2 separate regions of the Sus scrofa genome follow, and region 2 is linked to region 1. A link is a contact called in public Hi-C data. All regions are on one chromosome and are shown on one strand. The core of a region is the stretch at or near the end of the contact, and the rest is flanking DNA. Distances in the headings are between cores, read along the strand shown. Region 1 has its middle 14 kb from the start of LDHB. Region 2 holds the start of GYS2 (glycogen synthase 2).

The links. Hi-C and Micro-C count contacts between places; a contact is called where the count stands out from the background.
Region 2: a contact with region 1 is called in a Hi-C map of liver, with 4 times the contacts expected there. The contact joins the promoter of GYS2 here to the enhancer-like site in region 1. A contact is called at or near these places in 1 of 5 promoter capture datasets (liver), 20 of 47 Hi-C or Micro-C datasets (alveolar macrophages, embryonic fibroblasts, fetal heart ventricle and 9 more) and 2 of 2 datasets of contacts at active chromatin or transcription factors (alveolar macrophages and skeletal muscle).

Annotation. Positions count from the first base shown.
Region 1 is chr5:51,794,209-51,800,542 of Sscrofa11.1, forward strand. No RefSeq gene overlaps it. Among named protein-coding and RNA genes, the nearest start is that of LDHB, 14 kb to the right of the region's middle. Within about 2 kb of position 3,848, at least 2 of the 83 cell types and tissues checked have an H3K27ac peak or open chromatin away from gene starts, as enhancers often do. A contact at or near this core is called in liver, where this site is marked.
Region 2 is chr5:51,859,451-51,865,784 of Sscrofa11.1, forward strand. It overlaps GYS2 (glycogen synthase 2), which reads left to right and starts at 3,502. Exons shown (of 16, transcript NM_001195511.1): 1 at 3,502-3,876. The coding sequence starts at 3,759.

The DNA of each region.
Region 1 (6,334 bases), core at 2,598-5,097:
AATAAAAATAAAATAAAAAAATTAGAAAATTAATGCTAAGTGAGGGAAAAAAAATAAAGGGGATGGGGCAGCTCCTTCTGATGGGTTCCTGAATGGTCACTGTTTGATAAGTGAATTTCTATAGCAAATATTTCCCATCTCCTTTCCTTACACTTTCCATTATTACTATTTAAATCAATATACACGTGTATGGTATAAAATTTAAAAAGCTACCAAGAGGAGTTCCTGTCGTGGCTCAACGGGTTAAGAATCCAAGTTTGATCCCTGGACTCTCTCAGTGGGTTAAGGATCTGATGTTGCCACAAGCTGTGGTGTAGGTCACAGAAGAGGCTCAGATCTGGCGTTGCTGTGGCTGTGATGTAGACCAATAGCTGTAGCTCCAATTCAACCCCTAACCAGGCAACTTCCATGGGTTCAGCCCTAAAAAAAAAAAGCGCTCCCAAAAGATATCTAGTGAAAAGTAAATTTCCTTCCAACTGCACCCCAGTTACTCAACTCCCTCCCCCAGAGCAACCACCATTAGCAGTACTCATAGTCTATGCATATAAAAATATCTTTCATTACGTTTTTGGATGTACATTCAAGATAAAGGATTTGCTTGTGGCTAAAATATTTTCAACCTCTGACAACTGCTGAAAGGAACAGCATGCCCAGGAGGCACTTCCACCTGGAGCAGCTCTAAGGGTTCCAGGCAAATCTCTCCAGGAAATAGTTGGAAACCGATGTCTGAGGCTTAGAGAGAGTTCTGGGTAGGAGGTAGAAATCAAGATTAGGAAACTGTTGATACCATTGGATGACGTAATACCCAGGCAGCATAAATAGAGAGAGGGAAGAGCCTGGCACCACAGCGGAATCAAGGACAGCAGTCACAGAAAGACAGATGCAAGAAGAGCTGTTGGCCAAGCCCAGGCAGGATCAGTTGAGGGCTGTCTTAGAGTGAGCTGCTACAGGAGAATGCCGTAGACTGGGTGGCTTGTAGACAACAAAATTCATATCTAACTGTTCTGGAGTCTCTGGAGTCCGGGAAATCCAAGTCAGGGTGCCAGCAGTGAGAGCCCACTTCCTGGTTCATACAGGGCTGTTGTCTTCTCTTTGTGTCCTCACATAGCAGAAGGGAGCACTCTGGAGTGGGTCTTTTATAAGACACAAATCCCAGGAGTTCCCGTTGTGGTGCAGCAGAAATGAATCTGACTAGTATCCATGAGGATCCCTGGCCTCACTCAGTGGGTCAGGGATCCAGCGTAGCCATGAGCTGTGGTGTAGGTCATAGACATGGCTCAGATCTCGCATTGCTGTGACTATGGTGTAGGTTGGCAGGTGCAGCTCCCATTTGACCCCTAGCCTGGGAAATTCCATATGCAGCAGGTGCGGCCCTAAAAAGCAAAAAAAAAAAAAAAAAAAAAAATCTCCTTCACAAGAGCTTCCAAGCTCATGCTCATCAGCATTCATTCAATGGCCTCACTTCCAAATACCATCACAAGGAGGATTAAGTTTCAACATGAATTCTGGAGGGACTCAAACAGCAGTCTATAACAGGGATGAATAAATACTGGTAGATTTTGAAACATCAAAGTAAGAGCAAATTTTGTACTCCAGACACTATTTAAAGGTACTATAGGATACTGAAAGGCCAATGCCATAGAATTCTGAGAGGAGAGGGATTCAAGAAAGTGTTAACAGCAGGAGTTCCTGTTATGGCTCAGTGGGTTAATAGCCTGACTAGTATCTATGAGAATGTGGGTTTGATCCCTGGCCTTGCTCAGTGGGTTAAGGATCCGGCATTGTTGTGAGCTGTAGTGTGGGTCGCAGATGCGGCTCGGATCCTGTGTTGCTGTGGCTCTGGTGTAGGCTGGAAGATACAGCTCCGATTAGACTTAGGAACTTCCATATGCTGCAACTGTGGCTCTAAAAAAAAAAGACAAGAAAAGAAAGTGTTCATAGCACATGAGAGACTTGAACAAATTTTGTCATCAAGTATTTATTGAATAGTTACCATGCTCCAGGAATGTGAGAATGCAACAATGAACAATACAAATTCTTGTTCTGTCCTTTCATTTTTTTACTTATTTATTTTGCTGCATCCATTGCATGTGCATGTTCCAAGGCCAGGGATCCAATTCAATCTGAAGCTGCAACCTACCCTATAGCTGAGGCAACACTGGGCCAGGGAACGGACCATGGGTCCACAGCAGCCTGTGATACTGCAGAGAAAACACTTGATCCTTAACCCCCTATGCCACAGCAGGAACTCTTCTTATTCTGTCCTTTTGCAGGTTCATGTCTTTGTACAACTCTAACTCTAAGAGAATGCCCTAAGATAAGTGTTCCTCATCACGCCGGTGGAACTTTCAAAGTAGAGACACCAGTCTTGGGTTGCCCTGATACACATAAATTATCCCCTTGACCTTAGGAGGGTTGAAAAGCCCTGTAAACATTTATTGCCCAATCTGCTCAAAACCTGCGCCCAGTATGTAAGAGGTTACGAATACAATAGGGGAAGTTTGCTAAAACACATCAAAGTTTAAAAAAAAAAAAAAAAGATAAAGATGAAAACAAAGGAGGAGGGAAAAAAGCAGCAGCAGGAACCAGCAAGAGGGTCTCAGGTATCCACATTTTCTTTCTTTTCTTTTTTTTTTTTTAATGTCTTTTCAGGGCTGCACTCGCAGCATATGGAGATTCCCAGGCTAGGGGTCTAATCTGAGCTGTAGCTTCCAGCCTACACCAGAGCCACAGCAATGCAGGATCGGAGCTGCGTCTGCAACCCACACCACAGCTCACAGCAATGCCAGATCCTTAACCCACTGAGCAAGGCCAGGGATCGAACCCAAAACCTCATGGTTCCTAGTCAGATTCATTAACCAGTGAGCCACAACAGGAACTCCCATCCACGTTTTCATATAATCTTCATTCATTCAACCATTTAAAAGAAAAATAAATCATTAAATGATTTCTGTTCTATGCCTGACTTTGCTTTAGGCGCTGAAAATACAGAGATGGAAGACAGGCCTCCCAAAGTTTGGGTTCACAGGTAAATTAACAGACTCTGCCTGTGGATAAGTCACTATAGAGGGGTACACCTTTCCAGAAAGCCTTTCCACAAGCTCAGGTGCATGATAATGCGGCCACCTGGATATGTGTACCAGGGGGAAAGGAAGTACTAAGAGAGTTGCTTCACCCTGTTGGAGTTAAAAAAAGATTCCAAGAATTTTAGATTAGAAATTATTGGTCCTCCTTTCCACAGAAAAGAAAATCATGGACTTGGAGAACAGACTTGTGGTTGCCAAGGGAGAGAGAGAGGGAGTAAGATGGATTGGGAATTTGGGGTTAATAGATGAAAACTATTGTCTTTGGAATGGAATGGATAAGCAATGAGATCCTGCTGTGTAGCACTGGGACCTATGTCTAGTCACTTATGATGGAGCATGATAATGTGAGAAAAAGAATGTATATATATATGTGTGACTGGGTCTCCTTGATGTGCAGTAGAAAATTTACAGAATACTATAAGCCAGCTATAATGGAAAAAATTAAAATCCTTAAAATAATAGGAAAGAAAAGAAATTATTATTATTATTTTTTTAACGATTAAAAAAATGTTTATAACATTCATACACATACACACACTCTCTTAAAAGCATCAAAGAGATAACAGGATAAAAATGAGGAATTGCTGTGCAGAGGTCTAAATGAGAACATGATTCCAAAAGAGGTGACCCTGATACTTGATGCAATGGTTGCCCCAGAAGCTTTTGCCAATTGGAAACAAATGACTGAGAGGCCAAGCTCACATCTAGTGGCCTTGCATGGCTGGAGACAAAAATCAGTCAGGGGCCTGCCATGGGTGAGAGACTGATAAACCAGCCCAACACCACGCTCAGCCTCAAAGAACTGCACCCCAGAAGTAAAAGGTGAACTGAAAGCAAACCAGCCCTTCCCTGAATGGTAGTCAAGCTCTGAGTCCTCCAGGTGCCCCAGAAAACATCATGCCCTAAGTATGAACTGACATGATCTCAGTTTGCTAATCCCTACAGGCACCTAGCAAAAGCAATAGAAAATTCTCCTTGGTGAATTACAAAACCACCTCATTTCGAATTATTGCTACAAATCATTTCATAAGTACCATATTCAACATACAAAAACAAACAAACGAACTAGACACAGGATTCTTTGAGCAAAACCCATCAGAAATAATAGTCAATCGAAATAGAGCTGGAGGAACTCCAGACTATAAAACAAATTACACTTAAATGGAGTTACCATTGTGGCTTAGCAGGTTAAGAACTGGACATTGTGTCTGTGAGAATGAAGAACAGGCACAAGGCTGCCCTTGCTCAGCAGGTTAAGGAGCCAGATTCCGCTCAGATCCTGAGTTGCTGTAGCTGTGTTGTAGGCCAGCAGCTGCAGCTCTGATTCAACCCCTACCCTGGGAACCTCCATATGCCCCATATGCAGACCCAAAAAAAGAAAAAAAAAGAAAGAGAACAGGAAGGCTAGTCAGAAGAAACAAACCTGAAAGAAGTGTGTAAAGACGGGAGTTCCTGCTATGCTGTAACAGGATTGGCAATGCCTCTGCAGTGCCAAGACACTGGTTCAATCCCAAGTCTGGCACAGTGGGTTAAAGGATCTGGCATTGCTACAACTGTGGCATAGGTCACAACTGTGGCTCAACTTTGATCCCTGGCCCAGGAAATTCATATGCCACAGGGCAGCCAGAAAAGAAAAAAATGAAGAAGAAGAAGTATGGAAAAAGAAAAGGATGGAAAATATAGAATAAAAGGTTACAGCTAAGGAAGTTTCAATAAGACCTTACATAGGTCTAATTGCAGTTCCAGAAGGCGAGAAGAGAGGGAGAGACCAGAACAGAGGCAATATCTTATTCTATTAATTTTTTTTCTTTTTTCTTTTATTTATTTATTTTTGCTTTTTAGGACACAGCTACAGCATATGGAGGTTCCCAGGCTAGGGGTCAAATCAAAACAGCTGCCAGCCTACACCACAGCCACAGCAACGCTGGATCTGAGCCGCATCTGAGACCTATACCACAGCTCACAGCAATAACCGGATCCTTAAGCCACGAGCAAGGTTGGGAAAAGAAATTATTGATTCTCCCTTGGTTGCAGTTTTAGGGCCTGTCCTGCACTTATTTTACCTTATTTGCATTTCCCCAACAAGCCAGTGTCATTCTTGAGTCCATTTCACAGATGAGAAATGTTCAAGGAGATTACTAACTTTGACATAGCAAACAATGGGAAAGCCCGGATTCAAACCCAGACGATCTGAGAACGGACATTTGTGATCTTGCTACTCACCGCCTCCCGTATTTACCTACCACCTTGATCAAAGCATTTGGCATTGAATCATATATGCCTTCTTTCAGGAGTGGAGTAAAGGAGCTAAGTTTAGGGAGTTAAAGGTGAATAAATATTGAGACTCTTTAGAGGTTTAGAAGAGTTTTACACATAATGTGTGTTTTGGAAACCTCTATCAGAGTTGCTTGGCTATTTACTAAATACAGAGACTCTTGAACTCCATCCCTTTCCTATTGAAATGGAATTTTTCTTTATGGAATATCTGAAAAATATTAATTTCAAGCGTGACACTTCGAATATTTTTTAAAATCCCTCGGCTATAATTCTGAAATGATGAATGTGGTGCAGTTTTAAAAAAAAAATTCAAAAATCTTCCAAAATACTTGGGAATATATGATGCCAGGAAAGTCAGCCTGGATCTTAACCATTTAAATAACCTGTTTTATTCTGAAATAGTAGGAAATTGAGAATTTTCCTCAACGCTTGCTTAGGAAAAGAAGATCTGGAGCCACTGAAGAGTAAATGATACTGGATGGACAAATGCAAACAACTGGAAACTAAACAAAATAGGAGAAACAACAGGTTTTAAACACTGGAATGAAGGCATGACAAGACCATGATCCTGGGGGCAGGGTGGAGAAAATGAGCTTCATAATTGATCTGACTTTGCGCCTGAAAGAATTTGTTGCATCATAATGTTGGCAAAAATGAGTTTAAGCAAAGCACTGACATCTCACTGGGTTGAAGAGACAGGGATTGGTGTTCCAGAAAGTCAAGGAATACATGACATCCATAAGATTTGAGGATGGCAACAAACAATTGCCAAGAAATGTAACTGGATGATTCCTAGAACCCAAATGAGATTTGGTGATATTCAAATTCTCATCAGCCATTTTACAGAAGTGTTATTGAAGATCCAGGGTCTCAGTCTATAACTTAGAAATCTAATATCTTGGTTTTTTTTATTTTTTGTTTTGTTTTGTTTTGCTTTTTTTAGCGCTGCAGGTGTAGCACATGGAAGTTGC
Region 2 (6,334 bases), core at 2,252-4,751, 65 kb after region 1:
AGGATTTTATATTAGTCCACTTTGAGGGGTCGTTGGGAGATGCTGTGTTATTGAGAGTGTTGGTATTTGAAGCAAATCCTTGGGTGAGAGCCCAGGACCAGGAATTTCAAAAAACTAAAGTAATGAGAGTGAAAATCAGTGAAACAATCAGGAGGTGATCTGACTGAACTTTTAAAAATGTTTACCTATCCTCCCTATGGTATGACTATATGTATACATGTTTACCACAGAAAATTTTTAGAATCCAAGTAAACAAAAAAGATCATATAAATATTAGTCATAGTCATTACCACTGTAAGAATTTTATTTATATCTAGTCCAGTCTTCTATTTATATATCCTTCATGAGTAGAAGTGTATGTTTACTTTTTTTTTTACAAATTAATGTCATACTATTTATTTTACTTTATATACTACTTATTTTTATTTAGTCTATCATGGAATATTTTCATTGATCTATGTTTATTTCTTCCAAAACTTTTATGTAATTAATTACTTGAGTAGATAATATATGCATGTGACACAATGTCTAACAAATTCAAGAAGAGCAAGCCTCCTTTTTACTCCTCTCCAATGGTAACCACTAGTATTAGGGGAAATTTTATTTAACCACTATATATCTTATAAATAAGGCTGGAAGTTATTAAAGTAGTCAGTATAGTGTCAGGCACTACACTAAATCCCTCATACAAATGATCTCATCTCCATTTTAGTAAGAAAATCAAAACAAGTAAAGAAATTGGCTAAAGGTTCCATAGCTGATAAGTGGGAAATTGAACTTTGCCCCCACGAGTGATGAACTTACAACAAAGCATATAGTACCTGGCACATAGTGTCAATGAATTAAGTCTTACTTAATTGGATAATGTGAATAATGTGCACCAGCTCTCCTGAGGCTTGTTCAATCCTGGAAGAAGCAATCTCAGGATTGCTGAGACCAGAAACTGCAAACTTCAAGCTCTGTCTTAGCCCTGTCACCCCATTCTCATTTCTTGTCAACATGTCCTTCTGTTTGGTTTTATTGGAATTTCTATTTGCAGGACTCACAGAGGTCATGTCAACACAAGCGAATCATTTTGTGAAGCAGAAAGTCATTTGGGCTCCCATTTTTACTATTTTAATACTTGAATTTTTTGATTAGTTATTTAACCTTTTTCCTACCACTCAAATGAATGGATGATAAGCTATATACTTAAATTTACTTTAATAAACAAAGAATTAAATATGTCAATCATGGAAGACATATTTAATATACTTAATTCACATTGATTTATTAATATTAGATGATGAAATATGGTTTTCTCTATCTTGAGTCATTGAAATACTTATTAAGTAGGTAAGGCCAACTGTATAGAAAATGGCTAAAGATGTGAAAAAAGATTCTAACCTTTCTAACTCTTAAAAGTCAGAATCTTTTATTAGGTTATCATACTAGCAAGTAAGAAATTATTCCATGAGAATTCTGCTTGTAATTCTAATGTAAAGGATATTTTGTATAAATTTCAATTCTGTTGCTATTTGGAATAATAATGTAAAAATACTGATTGTAGGCTAAATCTGTAAAGTAAGGTATTTCAAAACTAAGCATACTTTCTGAATGTCTTTTTCTAGGAACAATATAAGATATATCTCTGTGTATAAGTAAATTAGCACATGCATATTTATATAAATACAAACACATATTATCAAGTTGATAATATTTGAGGTAAATGTACAAATATGACTAAAATTAATTTCTACAACCTCATTAAAATGGTGGTCTGATGATCATTGATCTGTTAAAATTACTTTCTTTTTATGTTATACTCAAAGTCATGCGGGCATTGGAGTTCCTGTTGTGGCTCAATGGTTAACGAACCCAAATAGGATCCATGAGAAGGAGGGTTTGATCCCTGGCCTCACTCAATATGTTAAGGATCTGGCATTGCCCTGAGCTGTGGTGTAGGCAACAGATGCGGCTCAGATCCCACATTGCTATGGCTGTGGTGTAGGCTGATGGCTTTAGCTCTGATACAACCCCTAGGCTGGGATCATCCATGTGCCATGGGTGTGGCCCTAAAAAGACCAAAAAAAAAAAAAAAAAAAAAAAAAAAAGAGAGAAATGCTGGCATTTATACTTTTTCATAGGGAAATTTCTTTGGGCCATGCCCGAGGCACACAGAAGTTCCTGGGACAGGGATCGAACCCACACCAGTGACCCAAGCTGCAGCAGCAACAATGCAATTCTTAACCTGCTGAGCCACCAGGGAACTCCATTCAGAAGGAATATTTTAGAAAAGTAATTAAGGAAAGGGGAACGAAGATCAATGCCTATTATCAAAATATAATTTGTCAATGTAAAATAAAACAACTAGAAATAATTTTTTTTTTTAGGGCTGTACCCACTGCACACTGAGGTTCCAGGCTGGGGATCGAATCAGAGCCATAGCTGCTGGGCTATACCACAGCCACAGCAATGCAGGATGTGAGCTGCATCTATGAGCAATGCCAGATCCTTAACCCACTGAGCGAGGCCAGAGATCAAGCCCGCAACCTTATGGCTCCTAGTCAGATTCTCTTCCGCTGAGCCAGGATGGGAACTCCAAAATAATTTTTTTAATGATCTAGAAATGAGAATCAAAAAAATAATATTTAGGAAATCTAAACGGATTAAAGGCTTAGAAACTGTCTCAGTCAATTCTTTGTTTTGTTTTGTTTTGTTTTGCTTTTTAGAGCTGAATCTGCAGCGTATGGATGTTCCCAGACTAGAGGTCAAATCGGAGCTACAGCTGCCGGCCTACACCACAGCCTCAGCAACTCGGGATCCAAGCCGCATCTGCAAACTACACCACAGTTCACAGCCACGCAGGATCCCCGACCCACCAAGTGGGGCCAGGGATCGAACTGTCATCCTCATGAGTCCTGGTCAGGTTTGTTAACCGCTGAGTCATGAAGGGAACTCCTGTCTCACTCAATTCTATGTGTAACCTAAAATGGTCTGCACATAGAGAACAGACTAGTGGTCTCCAAGAGGGAAAGGCTAGGGAAGGGATAGACTGGGACTCTGGGATTAGCAGATGCGAACTACTCTATATAGACTGTATAAGTAGCAAGGTCATACTGGATAGCAGAGAGAACTACGTTCAGTATCTTGTGATAAATTATAATGGAAAATAATATGAAAATGAGTGTATATTTATATCTAGCTGGCTAGCTGAATTTGCTGGACAGCAAAAATTAACATATTGTAAATCAACTATACTTCAATAAAATAAAATTTTAAAATATAAAAAATAAAAAAAATAAAATGGAATCATCTGCAAGCTTTATAAGGGGAATTGCTACTCTTGGGTCACTTTGGAAGTGATGAAATCAGCACTGGTGACTGTGTGGGTCTAGGATTTTGGTCAAGAGGACAAGGGCTAAAGGTCTGGACTCACGTCATGATCAGCCTCTGAGGATTCCATTCTCCTCATGGGTGCTTACCTAAGCCCCAAAACCGGGGGGTTTTTACTTGTGACTGTTCTGGGCTGTTTGGGTAGATATTGATTGGAGATCGTGTCCTCACTGGACCTTCCCAGAAAGACTGTATAAGGAACAGAGAATTCCACCTTCAATTGGGAATTCTGTGGGAAGCCCAGCGGATTTCTTTCTGCTGGTTTATTCCTCTGAGAAGCTACCAAAGCTTGTGATCTACCAGCTCTGAATCCCTGCATCAAGTGCACCTAGGATTGCAGTTCCTTGAAAGAGGGCTTCCAGCGTCAGAGAACTGAAGGAAGAATGCTTCGAGGCCGGTCCCTATCGGTGACATCCTTGGGTGGGCTGCCTCGGTGGGAAGCTGAGCTTCCTGTGGAAGATTTACTGCTCTTTGAAGTGTCTTGGGAAGTGACCAATAAAGGTTAGTACGGCACCCTGAGGAGACTAGTTGCCAGACTGCCGGAGAATGTACATAGATTGGGATTTCACATTCTCTAGAGAGAATGAATTGCCAGCGAATAAGGAAAATGTTCAAACTGAATATGTTTAGATTACATTTAACCTTGTACATTTCAACAGGCAATGAAAACTTAGACGTGTGTATGTGTTGCAGGAAAAGTTGAAAATATGAGTCGTTGCCAGGGAATGTGCATTTAAAAAAATTTTGAAATTCGTATTACGACAAAACAATAATACACAGTTAATTTTTCTTTTTTTGGTTTTATGATTTTTCTCAGCACAGTTTTGTACTATATTTTAGGAAGAACGGTATTTTATCAGGACCGAGTAGAAACTTTAACTCCATATGCTGCTAGTCAGTATACAAATTATTAGACATTTATAATAATTCAAGGTTAACATGGAATTAAAGTTTTAACTCAGAAGCAACTCAGAAGCTTCTATTTAAGAAGAATGCCTGGGAGTTCCCGTCGTGGTGCAGTGGTTAACAAATCCGACTAGGAACCACGAGGTTGCGGGTTCGATCCCTGCCCTTGCTCAGTGGGTTAATGATCTGGCGTTGCCGTGAGCTGTGGTGTAGGTTGCAGACACGGCTCGGATCCTGCGTTGCTGTGGCTCTGGTGTAGGCCGGCAGCTACAGCTCGGATTCAACCCCTAGCCTGGGAACCTCCATATGCCTTGGGAGTGGCCCAAGAAATGGCAAAATGACAAAAAACAAAAAAAGAAGAAGAAGAAGAAGAATGCCTGGAATTTTTCTTTAATACTATATATACAGAGAAATTATAAAATAAGAAAAGAAATCAATTTTTAAAAATTTTTAATTTTATTTTAATTTGTTTTGCTTTTTAGAGCGGCACCCATAGCATATGGAGGTTCCCAGGCTAAAGGTCCAATTGCAGCTATAGCTGCTGTCCTACACCACAGCCACAGCAACACAGGATCTCAGCCATGTCTGCAACCTACACCACAGCTCACAGCAATGCCAGATCCTTAACCCACTGAGTGAGGCCAGAGATTGAATCTGCAACCTCACGGTTCCTAGTTGGATTTGTTTCCCATGCGCCACGACAGGAACTCCTGAAAAGAAATCAAATTGACAAAATTTAAATAATTCCTCAATAAGGTATGATCTCATTTGTATTGGATTGGAGAAGGCAAAGTAGAGAACTCTGACTTAAATGATTTTTATGGTGAAAATATCAGAAAAATTATTTAAAAAAATTCCTTGTGTATTAATATTGTCTAGCTGAAAAGTGTCAGGGTTGTTAACACTAATATTAAAGGAATATTGGTAAAGAAAAGTAACAGTTCTGAAGGCTGAGTTTTTCAAGGTCATAAAGAACCAGGCCAAATGATTGATGGGGGAAAGGAATTTAAAGGATGGAATTGATAACTTGTAATGTGATATATTACATGTTCATTAAAAATAATTTTATGACATGTTTATTTCAGAAACTTAAAGGTTCTGAAATAAACATGAATGTAATACAGTACTTCTTCCTTTTGGCTAATCAGAGCCAGCAAAACCTCAAAATCAGAGAAATTATATTTAGCATCTGTTCTGATTTTTTGCCTTACACTCAGTGTTCAAATCTTTCATGTTATGCATTCATAACATTATAAAATAAAAATTAAATATCAATTGTTTCTACACAGAAATGCACAGAATGAATGTAAGAGAACAAAGCACATTCTTCCTCTTTGTGGTTTAGTGAGGAAGAAGCAAAGAGGACAGAAATTTTAATATGGAAAAGTGAAGTATTTTACTACAAGTAGCTCTTCCTAATGTTCTTTTTCCAGTCACAAGGTTTTTAAATATGCCCAAAGCACCTGGGAACAGAACCATCTGTACTAGACACAGATCCCAGGCTGTGCCTTGAAAGATAAGTTCTCTCTACAGAGTAGGAAGGAACTCAAGGATATGCTTTTGGTGGAAAAAATTGGGGGGCGGGGGGGACCTCTTGCTCCAGGAATCAGTTCAGAAGACTGAACTGGGTAGAACTTCTTTCCTTCCTTCCTTTTCTCTCCATTTAGCAAATGTTAATGGAGCATTGTTTCCTGGTTCTGGGTGAAACTATTTATCCCATGCATCTTATATTCTGATGACATATGGGCTGCTCTCAGGGCCTAGAACAGTGCCTTTGCCTAGAAAATTCTCCATGGATTTTTAAATTTCTCATGAAGGCAGGAATACATTTATTTTTCAACTTCTAAGCTGCCTTTGATACTTATTTTCTTTTATTTTCTGTGCATGAGGAAGGGAATTTTCTTGTCAAGAGGAGACCCACAAGCTATTAACCCAAGTAGATATCATCTCCAGGGTATCGTTAACATTTATTACAGTCTGATTTTAAAGACTTTTTTTTTTTTTAAGGGCTGCACTCATGGAATATGGAAGTTCCCAGGCTAGGGGTCGAATC